Linked DNA regions of Rattus norvegicus: region 1 is linked to region 2. The links are chromatin contacts, called in public Hi-C maps. All regions are on one chromosome and are shown on one strand. Each heading gives the region's core, a stretch centred on a gene start, on an enhancer-like site or on the middle of the called end of the contact. The rest is flanking DNA. Distances are from core to core; before and after follow the strand shown. Region 1 has its middle 51 kb from the start of Exoc6. Region 2 overlaps Hhex (hematopoietically expressed homeobox).

Region 1 (4,395 bases), core at 1,594-4,093, 66 kb before region 2:
AAGCCAACGTGTTCCCTATCAAATAATACCTGTGACAATTTACTTTGAGAACAGCTAGAGATTTTGGGGTAGATCAGAGGAAATCAGAGAGGTGGGCAGTTTGAACCACTTGTTGAATTTCCCAAACTCTGACAGGCATGCCATACCCTTTCTGGAAATAATATAATTTCCATCATTAGAAAAGGACTTTCTTAGGCTGCTTTCTCACAATAATTGGTCCTAAATTAAAAACATGCTAAATCTTCATCAATGAGATGGTCAAATAGGCTAAGGACAGTACTAAAAAACGAGGTCGATAAATCTGTCCATGAAGTCATAATTCGGCAGATTAAAGCAAGAAAGGCAGATTGAAAGAAATATATGTGATTGGTCTGTTTTTGTTGTTGTTGTTGTTATTGTTGTTGTTCTGGGAATAGAACCCAAGACCCTAAGTAGGTAAGGTAAACTCTCTCCCTCTGAGCCTCATCTCCAGCCCTTACTTGACTGGTTTTGAAATACCAAAGTTGCCTTTCCAGATATGCATAGTCTTACACATATAAAAGCAGGCAACCAGATCTAGGAACATTACAATGGTAGCAGTAGCCACTTCTAAGGAGAGCAAAGGCAAGGTGTGCGTCTTGGTTAGGTCTTGCTGTGAACAGACACCATGACCAAGGCAAGTCTTTTTTTATTATTAATTTCTCATTAATTTTTATTTATATGAGTACACTGTAGCTGTCTTCAGACTCACCAGAAGAGGGCATCGGATCCCATTACAGATGGCTGTGAGCCACCAAGTGGTTGCTGGGAATTGAACTCAGAACCTCAGGAAGAGCAGTCGGTGCTCTTAACCGCTGAGCCATCATCTTTCGAGCCCAAGGCAATTCTTGAAGGACAATATTTAATTGGGGCTGGCTTACAGGTTCAGAAGTCCAGTCCATTATATCAAGGTGGGAGCATGGTGGCATCCAGGCAGGCATGGTGCAGGAGGAACTCAGAGTTCTACATCTTCATCTGAAGGCTGCTAGAAGACTGGCTCTCACATGGTTAGGAGGAGGGTCTTAAAGCCCATGCCCACAATGACACACTTCCTCCACCAAGTCCACAACTACTCCAACAAGGCCACACTTCCTAATAGTGCCACTCCCTGGGTCAAGCATATTCAAACACCACAGGGGTCAAAAAAGGCTTCTACCTTCTTCCCTGCTGACTAGTTTTCATCGTACAGCTTGCTATGTGGACTGCTGTGGGGGAAAGCACTCCGTGGTACCCTGAATACTACAATACAGACCTTCCAGGCAGGCCATGTTACTAGTAAAATAGTGGTACGAAGGTTACAGAGACAACCAACCACGGGGGGATTGATTTGAGGCCTGCTCTACACAAGGGAATCCAGGCCTGCTACTGTAAACTTAATCAAAAGCCCATGTCCAGAAAGGTCGTAGGCCTTAGAGGGAACCTTCTTCTGTTGTCTTACTAAATGGACACATTCCCAGACTGCTTCTAAATATTTGGGTTTGTTCCCATGGATTAGTACTGTTTTCAATCCAGGCCAGAGAAGCTTCTCCAATAGAGGTCAGCAATAGTCCCTCCCTGCCCTTCAGTAGACCCAGGGAAGGCTAGCAATTGTTCCTGCTCTCCTCTTCCCCAATTCAGCACCGAGAAAGACCAGCACTCCACTGTCAACATTTAAATGACTTTTTCCCCCGCTCTATGTTAAGTATTCTGAATACAGTATTCACTCTTTTTTAAAAACCTCTGATTTGGACTCCTGTCCGTTTTGTTGTACTCTTTGAAAATTATCACCTCGTTCTCGGAACTCCGCACACTTCCAGGAGCTTCCCCCCCCCCACCCCCTTTGCCTGCCCTCCTCTCTGCTCTCTTACTGTGTTCTCTGCAAACACCAGCTTCCTAGAAAACCATCTCATACAGCACTGGTGATTTGGATATCAAACCATTTCCTCCTGTGTTCTGATTTCATTTTCAAGTTCTCCATCCTAGGTTATTTGGGTGCTCTGACTTGTTCCAAAAAAGAAAGTGAAAAAAAAAAAAAAGTCTGAGCAACACCAGTCCTTGATTGCAAAAGTTCTAGATACTCCTGGCTCAGGAGTGATCAGTTCCTACAAGTAAATTGTTCCTCAAATTTTAAATAAATAATAAATAAATAATCGAGCCAGACTCGTCTACTTTCTTTAAAAAAAAAAAAAAACCCACTTTTTTTTTCTCTCTCTGGTCCTCTTATTATCCTAAACAATGAGCACTAATAAACAGAGGAGGTGACAGAATCTAATATTTATTTACTGTGTGCCTGATACAAACTAAGCACTGTGCCAGCATTCAGCATTCGGCATTTAATGATGACTCCTCCTGCTTCAGGGTCACCAGCAGTTCCGTCTCTTATGTTCGTAGTTTTTTTTTCCCTGTTGTGTACCCAAGTTCCCCATCCCCAGTTTTGAATATTCACACCCCAATTCTCTAATCTTTCTGTTAACACCTTGTAGTTTGGCCCTTGATTATTTCGCTCAGTGATTAGCACCCCTACAATAAGTGTTAATCTCTCTTTTAAAATACCTCAAAGCTCTGTCTGCCCTTTCCTAAGCACTACTGCCTCAGAGTATTCCAGAGAGGATATCCCTATTGTGAGCCCTATCTACAAGGCATTTCCCTTGTACACTACCGACTCAGGAAAGGCCTGTTTCAAACCTTGTGACACAGTTAAAATTTAGTTTCGCAAGTCCAGGTTACACCCACGACATACAGCAGACTCCTTGTCAGCTTTTCACTGCTGAATGCAGAGCCCAAGGCAGCAAGAGTAGCGCATCGACCTCTAGAGGGCGCCCTAGAGTTGCATCCGGGAAGAGTGGCTCCAGACCTGAGAAAGCCAAGATAGCACTTGGCTTCAGGAGCCCTGTGTTCAGTGGCACTAGCCTAAGAGCTGGAGCTTTCTCTAAAGCCGCCAGAGCAGCTGCCAATGCTCTGCCGACCAATGCGAAAGCACCGCCAGCACTCTGTATCCACTTTTCTCCTACAGTGTACACGAACTAGTGCGAGAACGAAGTTGGTCTCTAATGAAGTAGTCTAGAGCAGTGTGGGTCGCACAGGGGTCACCTTAGACCGTCGGGAAAAACACAAATCTTTACATTATGACTCATAATAGTAGCAAAATAACATTTAGGAAGTAGCAACAGAAAATAGTTTTATGGTTGGGGATTACCACAGCATGAGGAACTGTATTGAAGGGTCGCAGCATTAGGAAGATTGAAAACCACTGAACTAGTAGTGAGCCCTTAGCGAGTACAGCGCAGGAGGAAGGACTAACAGGAGAAGCTAAGTTTTCCTTCTATATTTAAGAGAATGCCTTTCATCTTCCGTGTCAGGGGGTCAGATTCCACTGGACCCTGAAAGTTTCAACACTTCTACAAGTTTCCAACAAAGACAGTCTTCCCCATCTCCCCCTCTACATGGAGACTTCTGGGGGGGACTTAAGTCCTTATAAAAAGTACTCAACTCTCTTCATTTGTGGCGTTATTGCAACTAATTTTATTATTTCTCTGTACGGCACACGCCTTTAAAGTGAGATCCACTTTCGAATCATCGTCTCTTTGGTCTCATTGGTATATATACAGCAAACATTCCCAACCCATTAAGAATTTAAGGTCATGGGGTTGGGGATTTGGCTCAGTGGTAGAGCGCTTGCCTAGCAAGCGCAAGGCCCTGGGTTCGGTCCCCAGCTCCGAAAAAAAGAAAAGAAAAGAAAGAATTTAAGGTCACTAAGGCTGGCGTGGTGGCACACACTTTAATTCCAGCACCCAAGAGGCGGAGGCAGGGGGATCTCTAAGTTCAAGGCCAGCCTGGTTTACATAGTGAGTTTCAGGACAGACATGGCTACACAGAGAGACTCCCTGTCTGAAAACTAAATGATAAATAAATTAATATTATTAATTAATTAATTAATTAATTAATTTAATGGGGGCATCACCCAACTTCCACAACTAAGAGCATACTTACCAGCTTCTCTGGGACTCCTCCACTGTGCAATCATTTTGGTGCAAGCCAATTCATAGCAGCGGAGCAAACCCTAGAAATAATTACTATGTATCCCTGCTGCACGGGGCTGAGGAGAGCTTGCTTCAGTCCATCTTGAGACAAATGGGGCAGGGAACCCCAGAACTGGACATAGTAGTAGTAACTGGTTGTGAGTCATGGAACTGGGGCAGAGAAGCAAGAATTCCAAAGACAGAGTCGGGGACAACCATGGAAGAACACATAGCTTTGATATTCTTAACCTGCACGCTCACTTAGACCTGCAGACTGGACCAGTGAGCACTCCCCTGAGATACCAAGTGTGATTACTGGAGTGAAGGGTGCTTATTAAAACACAGGTTCCCAGGGTTGGGGATTTAGCTCAGTGGTAGA
Region 2 (4,239 bases), core at 1,100-3,599:
GGCGTGTGGTTATTTGGATCACAACACAACAAACTCCTATCCATACCACAATGGTGGCATCCAGGGTGGCTAATGTCCCATATTCTGTCCTATGAGAGACATATATCTCCTCTAGCCACAGACTCGCAGGATCACAAATCACTGGATTTGAAAGAGAAATCATTTTCCACAAGGCAGTTTGGCTAGAATGGGAATCTGGGTAGCTTCCATCCCTAGATAAGGGCACTTCCCCCTAAACCCAAGAAATCCTCTTGAATCCTTGCTCTGTCCACATTTTAACCAAGCAGCGTATTCACGGTGATAAAACCACAAACGAAAGAGCTTGTCAGAACTGTTGAAAGAGAATAGGTACTTTCACTATCAGTGATGGTTTCCTCTTTTCCCACAAGGCGTCTTATCAGCTTTCACCCTGAGAAAAACCATAAAAAGAAAAGAGAAACCTTACGCAATAGTTCTCTAAATAAAACAGTACGCAACAGACTAGTCATCCTTAAAAGTGATGTTGTGTAAGGAGTCAAAGTACATCATCCAGCATAATCAATACCCTATTAAGTCAGGTAGGATTCTGGATATCAAAGAGCAACGGACTGAATAACTTTAAGTATAAGTACATGACCCAGGGGATTAATCACACACTGTCATGGTGAAATTAGGACAATTCTTCCAATCATTAACGTTTTGCTTACAAAAGTGTGCTTCTCTGTTTGCCTTTCTGCTAAATGATAACCGTTTTTCAAGTTGAATCTCCCGATAAAAAGAATTAAAAAACAAGACAGGAGCTGTGCTGTAAAGGTCATAACTGCCGCTTCACCATGAAACAGCCAAAGGGCAAACAAATGAAAAATGTCTGGATTGTAGGAAGAATTTGTAAATATCCCCTGGCAGACTGTAACTTTATAAAACCCAGTGCTAACCTGGGTCCTGAGAGCACCTCTTCCAACCAACACACTCTCCAGCCTTAAGGACCTTGATGTTTAGATTCAGTGCAACCTGAAGCGAACCTTGGCTGGCTTCCAACCGGGGAAGCAGCACCTTTTCAGCAAGCTGTCCACTTTAAAACAAGATTTCAGCCCTTAGTTTTTCTAATGTCAATCAATACTCATGCTGCTGTGCCTGTGCCTAATAGTCCTGATACAGCTCCTGTACAGTCAACATCACCCAGAGGTTATCTCCAGTAATGAAAACACAGAGACTCCAGGATCGGTTTAATTCCACACGAATGTCTCATTCTCCAAAACCTGGGATACAGACTTTCAGACCATGGCCTTTGAAACCTTGATGTAACCTGCTAGGCAGGTCTGGAGCTTGGAGCCTGCGGCTGATTGGAAGCAAAACTCTCCCACTGGACGGAAGGCTCCTTTGGGCTCTAACCCTAACACATAAGAAGAGGGGACAACGTAGAACATGAACGGAGCTGGGACTGGGGGAGCTAGAAAGGGTCGTGTAGGTCAATTAGACCATTCTCTTGGAGTTCTGAGACCAAGAACTAAAATTCCAAACTAGATCTTCAAACCTCCAAGGCTACCCTTGCCTCTTTTTTTTTTATTCTTTTTTTTCTTTTTTTCCGGAGCTGGGGACCGAACCCAGGGCTTTGCGCTTGCTAGGCAAGTGCTCTGCCACTGAGCTAAATCCCCAACCCCTACCCTTGCCTCTTTGCCTAAGAATCAGTGCCTAGTTCTTTTCTGGGAACCTAGTTCACCTGCAGTTCCAGGGCCTTCTAAGGAGGCAGGATGGGAGGGCCTGTCTTCACCTATTGAATGTCCATGTGTGTCCAGCGTTCTTTGGACAGATTCTGTCACTACAGTTGCTTTACTGTACAACTAAAGAGCTTCATGCAGGCCAAGGCTAAAAGAATTTTCTGGACCTCTCCTCAGGTCTCTGTGGGAGGGCTGTCAGACCTCTGCCAGACAGGTAGCTGGATGCAGATTAATACCACTTGTCAGAGCCCTGACCCACATCCACCTTTTTATCAGCATTCTTCCCCCCTTTTCCCACAAGCACCCTTCCTGGACCCTACCTCCCTCTTCTCAGCCATCAAATTCCTGACACTCCCAACGCTTCCTGCGCCAACCCAGTAGTGGTAGGAGTAAAGGACGGCAAACCCAAGTTCAGAGTATGAGGCAGAGTGCTGGTCCCACAGGCATCTATCTCTCCTACTGCCAGGACCTCAGGGCAGCAGCCCTCAAAGTCTCTCTGGCCATGAGCTTTAACGTTTCCAGATCTTCTAAAGTAACAATTGGAACCTGATGAACCCCCCAGTTCCCCCCTCCACCCCCTGCCACTCCAATCCCTGCATTGCCCCAAGAGCACAGCAGCCAGGCTCCCGCTGAGGTGAGTGTGACACACTGTTGACTCACACTGGTCAAGGACGGTGGCTGCACACACCAATCGATGGTGCTCCGTGGCAGCTCCAACCCACCCTGCTCGGTCTCCAACACACACACACACACATACACACATACACACACACACACAGACACACACACACACACAGACACACACACACACAGACACACACACACACACGCCAGCGAAGAAGGATCAAATTTATATTCTAGGAGGCAGGCACCCCACCTCTTGTAAGGTCCTAATCCCCCATTCTGTATGGCGAGCACACATTCACACGCACCAAGGTTCTTCAGGTGTCAGGTTTAGGTATTTTTAACCAAAGAATGAGAATTCCAACAGGGTCATTCATCTGATGACGAATGTATATGAAAGTTAATTCATTAAATTAAAAAAAAAATCAAACATTTTTGCAGGGTTTTTTTTACAACGAATAATTCTATACACATGCTATAGACACGGTTTCTATAAAACACACTATCTACAATCTACTTACATTTAATTGTCCTGCTATTTCTAGTTCATGTGAGATCAGTCACAAGTGAGTCAGTTTCCCTGCCTGTAGAGACTGCGTCATCCCTTAATACCAGGGTCAGAGGCACTGGCCGAGCAAAACAAGATTGTAAGAATCTTATCAACTATCTTGCTTATGAGAACAGACACCAGGGGCCAAGTGCTCTGAACCGGCTTTGGAGTTAAGGCAGCAATGTAAGGTGTCACGTAAAAACCAAGTGTGCTCTTTGAAAGCATTCCATGGATCCCCAAATGCTGGCCCCCTTTCTAAGTGCACCTCTGAAGTCGAGGGAACAGCTACACATTTGGGAAAAGTCATTCGAGAACAGCCGCCCAAAACCTTTAAAGTTATAGTTTAAGCTTCAGGCAAAAGTTCAAATTACTTCTCACAAATAGAAAGAATTCACTTTTTAAAAACGAAGTCACATTTAGCCACTTTATCAAAACAACTTAACACCGGTACGGAAAACGTACGCTAAACCAAAAGTATGGTTTCAATGCACGCCGTGCCAAATATTTTCAAAACGCTAGAAGAATGGTACTTCTTTCTCTCAGAATTTCCCAGTTTGTCTGTAGCAGAACGGTATTCTAAAGTCCAGTCTCTGAACATGGTCACGGCCGATGACTGTCATCCAGCATTAAAATAGCCTTTATCACCCTCGATGTCCACTTCCTGGTCGGAATCCTCTGAGATCTCTGATTCAGGGTCTTCCGGAGAGGCTGGGGAGGGTGAACACTGAGAACTGTCCAAAGAGGCACCTTTATTCTGTTCACTGGGCAAGTCTTGGCCCTGGTCACAGGAAGTGTCCAAACTGTCCAACTCATCCTTTTTATTGCTTTGAGGATTCTCCTGGATGATGAGGATGGAGATGCAGATGGTGAGAGCCCAGACAGAACCATCGAAGCTGAGTTTTTAATTCAGCCTTTAGCATGCCTACAAAGTTTAGCTCACTAGCAACTATTTTTGTTAAAACCTTTTTACCGAAGAACCTACACTTGCGATTTGTTTCCCCACTTGAAAGAAAAGGGAAGAAGAAGAAGTCACACCAGAGAAAGATTATACACTTATCACAGACCAAGGAGTTCAAGATTTACAGGAGTTTAGGAAAGAGAGAAAAAAAAGAAAAACAAAAACAAAAACAAAAACAAAAAAAATGAAACAACCAACCAAACCAAAAAACCCTCAGTTCCATTGAGACAGTGGTTCTTGTTCTTTAACTATCGGCCCCAACAGGGTCTTTCTAGCATTTAAAAGAACGATCATTAGTGGGAAGTAACTAATCCCCTAAAAAAGAAGAGGAGGAGGAAAAAGAGGAATAGAAGGAGGAGGAGGAAAAGGAGGAGGAGGAGGAGGAAAAAGACAAGGAGAAGAGGAACAAC

The links. A called contact is a pair of places that touch in the nucleus more often than the background predicts.
Region 1: a contact with region 2 is called in a Hi-C map of liver, with 2.8 times the contacts expected there. The contact joins two enhancer-like sites. A contact is called at or near these places in 8 of 12 Hi-C or Micro-C datasets (the A7r5 cell line, hepatocytes, kidney and 3 more).

What each region holds. Positions count from the first base shown.
Region 1 is chr1:244,673,424-244,677,818 of GRCr8, reverse strand. No RefSeq gene overlaps it. Among named protein-coding and RNA genes, the nearest start is that of Exoc6, 51 kb to the left of the region's middle. Within about 2 kb of position 2,843, at least 9 of the 93 cell types and tissues checked have an H3K27ac peak or open chromatin away from gene starts, as enhancers often do. A contact at or near this core is called in liver, where this site is marked.
Region 2 is chr1:244,607,006-244,611,244 of GRCr8, reverse strand. Hhex (hematopoietically expressed homeobox) reads right to left here. Exons shown (of 4, transcript NM_024385.2): 4 at 2,713-3,709. The coding sequence ends at 3,488. Among named protein-coding and RNA genes, the nearest start is that of Hhex, 6.2 kb to the right of the region's middle. Within about 2 kb of position 2,349, at least 4 of the 93 cell types and tissues checked have an H3K27ac peak or open chromatin away from gene starts, as enhancers often do. A contact at or near this core is called in liver, where this site is marked.